Regions from separate parts of the Rattus norvegicus genome. Here region 2 is linked to region 1. The links are chromatin contacts, called in public Hi-C maps. All regions are on one chromosome and are shown on one strand. Each heading gives the region's core, a stretch centred on a gene start, on an enhancer-like site or on the middle of the called end of the contact. The rest is flanking DNA. Distances are from core to core; before and after follow the strand shown.

What was found. A called contact is a pair of places that touch in the nucleus more often than the background predicts.
Region 2: a Hi-C map of psoas muscle shows a contact between it and region 1, with 4 times the contacts expected there. The contact joins two enhancer-like sites. A contact is called at or near these places in 4 of 12 Hi-C or Micro-C datasets (the Rat2 cell line, kidney, liver and 1 more).

What each region holds. Positions count from the first base shown.
Region 1 is chr2:172,553,112-172,557,798 of GRCr8, reverse strand. All of the region lies in intron 4 of Fbxw7 (F-box and WD repeat domain containing 7), which reads right to left. Among named protein-coding and RNA genes, the nearest start is that of Dear, 43 kb to the left of the region's middle. Within about 2 kb of position 2,163, at least 7 of the 93 cell types and tissues checked have an H3K27ac peak or open chromatin away from gene starts, as enhancers often do.
Region 2 is chr2:172,924,353-172,929,039 of GRCr8, reverse strand. No RefSeq gene overlaps it. Among named protein-coding and RNA genes, the nearest start is that of Fdps-ps3, 170 kb to the left of the region's middle. Within about 2 kb of position 1,904, at least 11 of the 93 cell types and tissues checked have an H3K27ac peak or open chromatin away from gene starts, as enhancers often do.

The DNA.
Region 1 (4,687 bases), core at 914-3,413:
GTCAGCACCTATGGGAAACGTATGATGCTCTCCAAAATATGTGGCATAAGATATGATTGAACTGTACGGCATTTCAGGCGAATTCTCTCATAAACACTTAAAATATCTGTCCTACTAAACTAACAATGAAAATCCATTTAAGGTAACCAAATGAGGAAAGAGAAGGTCTCCTAACTCTGACGTTTCTGGGAGTCAGAGGCAATGAGTCATGCCACAGTCAACGCTGTTTTAATAAAACAGAACCTGGACGTAGTGATTAAAAGACTGTTTCAAATCTTTAGCCATGTTCTTTACTTCTAATTTTTAGCACAACTTTTACTTCCGTACTTAGTTTTACCCTGGCATTGCAGCTGCACGGCTATAACTGAGCATAGTAACCTAGGAAAATCAGAGCAGTGACATCAGAAAATGTGCCGGGACCTCAAGGTCCTCTTTATTCTTCCTACAGGGTCAGCATCTATGTAGTTTCTAAACAAATACACAAAGTCCAGAAGTTCGTTACAAAATAAGAACAAGATAAATAAGAGAACAAAATTAACTTGGTTATTAATACTTTAATTGTTTAATGTAAAAAAGGCCTCATGTTTTTATGTTTGCTAATTTTTGTCTTTTAAACTTATTTGTGTTGGTATTTTCTTTTACAGAAGGAGTAAATTAATCACTTCTTTTACGAATGGCACTACAGCTGTCAGAGGCCTCTTGTAAAATCTCAAATGCGAGCAGTGATCTCACATCACAGCAGTTTTCAAACGTTCAGGTGAAAGACAAGGAAACCATGAAGACAGAACAAGTAGAAGAGGAAGAAGAGAAGAAACAGGACAAGAGAGCATTTTGGGTCCTAGTTTCAAAATTTAAAAGACATTGTTTTAACTTAATCTTCCAACATGGCTGCCACTTACTTCAGATAGAAGTTGAAATCACTCAAAAGGAACTAAGCTAATTAGACAGAAGTTGCAAAGCTTACTTAAGTCCCAGTAAATGTCTCTGTATATAGACAAAACTAGTTTTCTCCTGTTATGGACTATTCTCCTTGTCCCCTTCTGCTAAAACAAAGTAACTGTAAGAGTTACAAGACACAGACAACACTGATCAAACAAGTTCTTGTTTATTTTCAAAGAAACAGACAGACAGTCAGACAGACAGACAGCATAGGCACACAGACTCGCAGACACACTTGTGTGTTTGGGCCTACTGTGTTCAGGATCATAAACGTATTTCATATCTATAAATACATCACTATCAAATAATTCAAAATGGCAGCACCAGCTAAGTGTGAAGAAACACAAATTGCTAATACCACAGCTTCGGTGAGTCATACTGAAAACACCCTTGGCTCTGACGCTGACTGTACATTAACACTAGTTCTGTAAAGTTAGTTCAGGGTGGCTGCATATAAACTATCTCAGAGCACTAGATGCTGCATTTCCCACATGCGAGGCGAATACCAATGGCAGCTTTGGCTTTCCACCAAAATAAAAGCCACAAAATTGAGATCCTAATATTTATCAGCTATTTCAAGAGGTATCTTTCTCACATTTACCAGTTTGAGATAAGTATACAGGATTCTAATCTCAAGAAAAACAGACAAGACCAAAAGGTGGAGTGGGTACCCCTGTCAGGCTCCAGATCATCGCTAACGCTCTTGCTGTGCAAGTTTTCCCTGGCTACACAACGCACTGCTAGCTTTCCTCACAAACACACACAGGAGATCTGAAGCAGTGCTTCACCGGAAGAGAAACAGCACTTAAAAGAAACGTTCATGCTTTCAAATGTCAGACTTACCCGTCTCCGACAAAAGGGCAGGCCCTGGGCAATGATGCTAATGCTAAATATCTTCATCACAGTCTGATGAGGCAGAGGCTCTTTTGCACTTTTAAGATCAACAGGAACCAAGTCATGGTTCACAGGAGCTTTTCCAGGTTTTGACATTTTAGACTCCTCGTGGTTCGTGAACACTCTCTACATGTAATACAGGCACATTACTAAAACACTCACCACCAAACTGAAAAAATTACAGTAGTTTTAAAAGGCTGAGAACCCAAGGCCTGCTGCTGCTTTTGTCTTCCAACCTTCTCTTTGCGAGTGTCCTGACCTGTCTGAGGCTTGGTGAAGTGCAAACTGTCCTAGAATAGCCAGGAATTATAAACTCCTGAAGTGAGCGCTCCTGCTCCTGCCAGTCAAACAGCTGGTGAGCTCCCACAGCAAGGGAGCAGTGCAGACAGGAATGGGGCCGGCTGGGCTGCAGGGTCCTGGGATTACTCCAACTAAACAGCCAAGGTGCCCCTAGAAAGTGAAGAGTTCTACAAAATTCAAAACACACAACACTCTATCTTCTCTTAAATCTTCCTTTCTCAAATGTCACCGTAAGTGTCTGAAGAATGCTTTGAGTTGATTCAAAGTTAAGGAGTGTTTATGCATGTTAAAAACAACATGCTTGTCCAACCTCATCCGTATCCGTGGGTGCTCTTTCCAAGTGTCTGTCGGGGTGCTTTTCCCCTTTCCTTGCAGACTATTCTTTATCTCACGCTTACCAAGACAGTAAACATACCCCACCTCTCTGTCGCTATTAATAACCTTGAATCATCTTACTAGAGATTATCAATCTCAGTTTCTCTGTAATTCTCAAACAGTCCCTGATTCTATTATAATAGCCACATGACTGACTGAGGCACATAAACTGTTTATTATTTATAAAATAAATTATGATAGGCAGCGATCGCAGTTGCATTCACTTCTCAACACAAACATGCTCTAAGGAACCCACGGCAGTGTGTGCACGTTATCGAGGGCCCTGACACAGAGGTAGCTGACATGTTGGATGGAGCACATTCTTAGTGCTTAATTCCTCCAACACATCTGTCAGTACCCTTCCTAAAACACGGAGAAGGACCAGGGGATAATATCTACTTTTAAAGAACTTTCAACAGCTCCCTAATGCCCAATGTAAACTATGGAGGCGAAGACTCTACCTAAAAGTGTTACCAAGCTATCAGCTGCAGCATAATCTCAAATATTTCCTTAACTGACCACTTAGGCTGACCTCTATCTTGCAGCCAGGAATGACCTTGAACTGGTGATCTTCCTGCCTCTAACTCGCAAGTGCTAGGATTAAGGGTAAAAAACCACCTTGTCTGGCTTCTTCCCACAACCCCTCCCACTGTGGAATGATCAATCTTACTCTATAAGCAGACTAATGAAAAGAAAAGACAGTTTGTACATGAGAAATATTCCTAGCCCGATCCTGACGTTATGTTCTTAAACCAGGTCTTTCTCTCTAATATCAAATTTGAAATGTGGTTTAAAATGCAAACTCAGTGGCAGTACAAAGGGAAGCCCCAATACAATGGAAACACTGTAACTGCTCTGGAAAGTGGTATGACAGCTCCACAAACCTTTACACAAAGTCAACAGGTCACTCAGCATTTCCACTTCTGGACACACTCACGCGATTTAGAAGCAGGAACTTGACCAGAGGTACCATGATTGTGGCAGCATTATTCTCAACAATCACATGGAAATAACCCAAGTAGGCAAAGTGCTATACACACACAGCTGAATGCTGTTTTTGCCTTCAAGAAGACAATTCCAGTCTTGACACATCACTGAAGGTTGAGGCTATCACATTAAGTGAAACACACACATTACAAAGAGACAGGCGTCACATAACTCCACATATAGTCAAATACTTATGCAGTGTGTGGAGACAGTTCAGTTCACAGACAGAAAGCACAAGGGTGGTCCCCAAAGGTGTGGAGATGAGTATATTTAACTGCTACAGAGTTTCAGGGGGGGAAAGGGAGAGTTCTAGAGAGGGAAAGTGGTAATTGTTATGCAATATTCTGAGTATACTTAATGCCACTGAATATACATGGAGAAGGTAAAAACATTACTTTTTATGTTATGTGTGTTCAACTACAGTGATAGTGTAAAAGATAAATGATAATAGAATACAACAACAGTCCTTAACCCCAGGAATGGAGACGGCTTAGATAACGTCAGAGTTCTTGCTGCTCAAACCTGAGGACTGGAGTATGAAGCTTTGTAACCACCCACAAAAAAGCTGGGTGTGGCCCCGTGAGTCTGTAACTGTTGTGCAGGGAACTGAGATAGGAAGATCCCTGGGGATTGCTAGCCTCTACCCTAGCTCCAAGAGACTGCCTTATATCTCAAGGAAATAAGGCAAGGGGTGACTACACAGGACATCCAGTGTCTTCCTCTGTCTTCTGCATGGGAGGACATAGCACAGACACCCAAATACATCCACATACAGGTACACACATACACTTATTTTCTTATAAAATAATCTGTGAAGGGCACATGATCACAGTCACATGTCACTTCTAAACAAGGACATGCTCTACAAAATGCATGACAGTAAGTGCACAACATTAGTCCCCAACAAAGATCCAGGGTTAGGACAGAGAAAAGACAGTATAAGGACACTGGAAATCTATAAACTATTATGGCTAGGGGGGTTTACAAGTGATAGAAGAAACGTGTCTATGTCCCACCAGCCTCCCCAGACCCTGCAGAAGAAACGCTATCATCTCCCAGTCTGTGCCTGTTCTTTGACGCTCACTTTACTCTCTGGAGGAAGACTGATGTTTTGTTCATGTAGTCCCAACCCTTAGAATTATGTCTCCTTAGCCCTTTTGCTAATGTATCTATCTCCAGATATAATCACTAT
Region 2 (4,687 bases), core at 655-3,154, 370 kb before region 1:
TCATATTGCTCCTGGTGAATAGGACTCCCAATCCCTCCTCCTACTCACCATCTTTTGGAAGGATCCAGAAAAGGCCTGTAACAATGACCACAGTGCTGTCCTCCAGGTGACTGATGTCATGAAAGAAGTGAGACATATTATTACCTGTCTTGTATATCCACCGGAGGCCTAGAGGGAGGTCAAGGGCAAACATAGTGAATCCAGGGCTGGAGAGATGGCTCATCTTTTAAGAGGACTTGCTGCTCTTCCAGAGGACCTGGGTTCAATTCCCAGCACCCACATGACAACTTAGAACCATGCAGTGTAACTCCAGTTTCAGAGGATAAGCCAATGCACAAAGGTGGTGCCTACACATACATGCAGGCAAAACATCCATACACACACATACATACACACACATACCATATATAACACACACACATACCACACACATATCGCACACACCACACACACACCACACACACTACACACACACACACCACACACACTACACACACACACCACACACACTACACACACACACACACACCACATAAACCACACACACACCACACACACACCACACACACACCACACACACACCACACACTACACACACACACCACACACACTACACACACACACACACACCACATAAACCACACACACACACCACACACACTACACACACACACACACCACATAAACCACACACACACACACACACACACCACACACACACTACACACACACACCACATAAGCCACACACACACACCACACACACCACACACACACTATACACACACACACACCACACACACACATACACACACACACACACACACACACACACTCAAAGTAAAATGTCAAGGAGTGACTCCAGACATTGAGGAAGAGGCCTATAGCTTCAGTCACTCACAGCTCTTTGACTTGGGGCTCAAGTGAATCATCAAAAATTCAAGGTGTTCACCCCTAAAGGGCAGAGGAACTTGCTCCCCAGGGTTGTTTCTGAAATTAGAAATGTGAAAAAAAAATATTCAGTAAGGGCTGGAATGTAACAAAAGAAAATGAGCTCGGTCTCCACAGTGGTGCGCGTGCGCGCGCGCACACACACACACACACACACACACACACACACGGGGGTGGAGGGGGAGAGAGAGAGAGAGAGAGAGAGAGAGAGAGAGAGAGAGAGAGAGAGAACGAAGCTCTTAGTAAAATGGCAACGGATGTTGCCAATATTGCTGGTGTTTTCAAAGCACTATGTAACTCACTTTGGTATGCTGAAATAGGGTCAGTGGTTGCTCTCTGCAAGATCGTAAGTACAATAGGTGACTTCTGCGCATTAGAAACCACTGAAGTCTTGTGCATCTTCATTCACCTATTCAACGCCGCAGACCTGTGTGGCACTTACTATAAATCTACATCATGGGCGAGGAGTACGGTAGGGCAGTCCATTTAAGACATTTTTACACTTTTCTTGCCTTGACCAAGGGCCAGCCTTCCTCTCTCAGATAGTTGAGTTCAGGTATTCTTCGGGTAGAGGCCATCAGGCTCAATGAGATTGGCAGCTTGCCCAAATTCACAAGGAGAGACGGAAATTAAAGCCGATCTGAAGGCTGGATCTGTGCTCTCTCTATACAAAGGTGTTCCTGAGGTGAAGGGAGCAAAACACCGTTATGGGACTGGGTTCTCTGAAGCCAGGCAGGTGCTAGATACAGAGGCAAAAACGTTCAGTAGGGGGCGCCCGAGAGCCCGGATGGTAACCCGGTGTTTGGCTAGGAGCCCAGCCCACAGGGAAGGGCTTGGAATTTAATCCTCAGCATTCCAACCAGGGTTCCTGTGACATAATAAAGCCCAAGGAGGATCTCGAGTGACTTGTCAGCAGAACCCCCAGAGGCATGTTCTATAGATAGCCAGGGTGTGTCGCGGGCTCAGTCCCTCTAGTTCTTTCATGCCTGGGCTGGGCAGTGCGGTGTGCAGCAGGTGGAAGGGTGGGGACCCACCAGGCGAGGACCCAGAGGACTGCAGGGCTGGGAAAAGTGTGCTCCGGGTGTATATGGGAGGAGCCCAGGCCCAGGAGGGAATTCCAACTATGGCGTTTTGGTGAAAATGTTTTGTTATTTGCCCTAGATGACCCCACCCCATGTTAGGGAGCCGGCTGCAAAACAGAAGTCCCAAATACAGAGCTTCACATAGCCTTTGATGTGGGCTCTGAGAAGATTCTGTGGAACGCGCCTGGCTCTCTTCTGGGGAGAGACGTGCCAGAAATGTTGGCGTGCCCCCGTGGTGTGTGTGATTGGAAGTTGCTGGTTTTAGAGTTCCCTCATTTGCATGGTCGAGCGTCCAGCGTATTGTTTCCCACCACAGAGACAATTTACCTTCCACTTCCAAGCCAGCACAGGTCCTAGCAATAAAGTCCCATAAATACCCGCATGATAGCAGAGACTCTGGCCATTATTAATATATTTTTCCTGCCCTGTTTGCTGGAGGAGAGAAATTCTCAGAAGCCGTGCATATATTTTATGTAAAATAGCTGAGCTGCCAAGGGTTTTAACGATATAATTTCATCATGGGATTATGGGCTTTTTGGTTTATTCTGCTGTCAGAACCCCAAGACAAAAATTAATTCATGTAACTGGTTCAAATCCAAGTCCTATTTGGTCTATCCTCCCTTGTGGGTGAACTCAGCTATTCTGATTGCCCGAGCATAGGTGGTTGGGGTACACGTTGCAGAAAAGCCTGTCTTTGTATATTCATTAGCTTTAGAATCAATCCATTCATGAGGAGCCATATACTGTCGTCAAAAAATGCACATTTGGGTCAAAGAGCCGGGATTTATTTGAATCCTGGGTTGGCAAAGCCAAGAAGACTTAAGTTCTTATCTCTCACCTGTGGAAATCTCTAAGGGATGTTGGGATAAAATGTGTTTACAACTGATGGGAGGTCCAACTGAACACCTGTAAAAGGTCTGTCTCGGGTACCTGGGTGGACTGGAGATTGTTCCTGAACCTTTTGCAGGTCCAGGAATTTTAGCAGCTTGCATCCAAACACTTCTCTATTTAGCCCCTAAATTCCTCAGATGCTCCACATATGTGAATTGTACTCTTCCCAGCCCCTACCCTGTCTGGAATCTCAGAATCCCCTGTGAGATTCTGACCCAGCACAGCTGCCTGTTGCAAACAATTTAGGGAACATGAAACAGACCATACTGCAATTCCACAGCAAGGTTGAGAGCGGACTTGGATTTCATGGATTCAGAGCTATGCTTTCTCCTGCTGTGGAACAGAAGCAAGGCTGTGTCCGGAAGGGTCCTGTCCTCCATCCACCTGCCAGGACAGAAACACACGGAATCTTCAAGCAGCAGGGGTTTCCAGGCTTCCCCTTAAAGCCAGTTTCCTGCAGTTCCTCTGCCAGGGCAGTGGGAGCACTTCTCTGTAGGTGTAAAAGTAGCTTTGCCTGTGAGCAGTTCTTCCAGTCTGTTCATCTCTCGAAAGGATGGCTTAGGAACTTCCCCAACTCTGTTAGCTGGGACCCTGGGCAAAGAATCAGTGTTTCTGAACTTGTTTATTTTGAAATCTGCAAGATGCAGAGAGTAGAAAGAAGTTCTGTAAAATAAAGGGTCCGTAGTGTGTGAAATCCTCACGCCAGCTTCAGTGAGGCTGAGATGGGATGGTAGAGATTGGCTAGGCAGCTGGGGGTCAGTCGGCTGGGCCAAAGGAAAGGAACCACTTCTGTTTGGCCTGAAGGCAGCAAAGGCCCTCCGGCCTCTTGACAGCCTCGCCCAGTGTTTTGGGCTCTGATCTGATTCCTAAATGGTTTTAGGGTTACCTCTTGTAGGAGGATATTAGGGTAAAAAAAAAAGCCTCAGTCAAGAAGTCAAGAAAAGAGAATCTCTGGCTTCAGTGGAGATCTAACATTACAGATGGGCCTGGTCGCCCACTTGGTCAAAAAAAAAAAAAAAAAAACCACTGCTAGAAAAGTGGGTTCGCCTTAAAATATGTTGAAGAGACAGGCAGGGTCATTGTCCTTCAATGGACTGGACATCTGCTTCCCAGGATCCCTGCATTTTGTAGGCTGAGGTAAACTGTATGGGTCACAGCCATTCAGGGTATAAGTCTTCCCACATTTCTGAATGGCTTCTTAACACGATTCAGAAAATCATAACTTTTCTTCCTTTTCTTCTCTGTCTTGTTAAGCACACCTTCCCCAACACCCCCACTCCTCCCCATCCCCTACCCCCCTCACAAACCCCCACTCCCATCTACCCCCTACCACCAACCAACATTTTGGGCTTCCTTGGTTCCTTCTTTAAAGCCTCTCTTCCCACCATGTGTCTGCCATGTGCCTGACCTTCTTACCAACGCGAACTGCCATGGCCTCTTCACTTCTCTCCTCCGTTCTCCACCTCCAGGCAGTTGCTGGGGTGTTTACAGTTGCCTGCCCTGAGGGTTTCTTTTTCACTCTAGTAAAATGTCTTGGGTTGTGTTTGAGTCAATTTCTAAATTCTTTTATTATTATCCAAAAGAGGACACCCAACTTCTCCTGTTTCATCAGGGTTGATGTAACAGGGTCCCAGACCTTAGCAAGGCTGACGCCATGGTGGAAGTACTCTCAGGCCTTGGAACCCAATGAGTGGGCCACCCCACTGTCAAAACGAGAGCGAAGGCCCACTCCATCACAGGCCACAGTTCTGGGAAGGTCCCTAA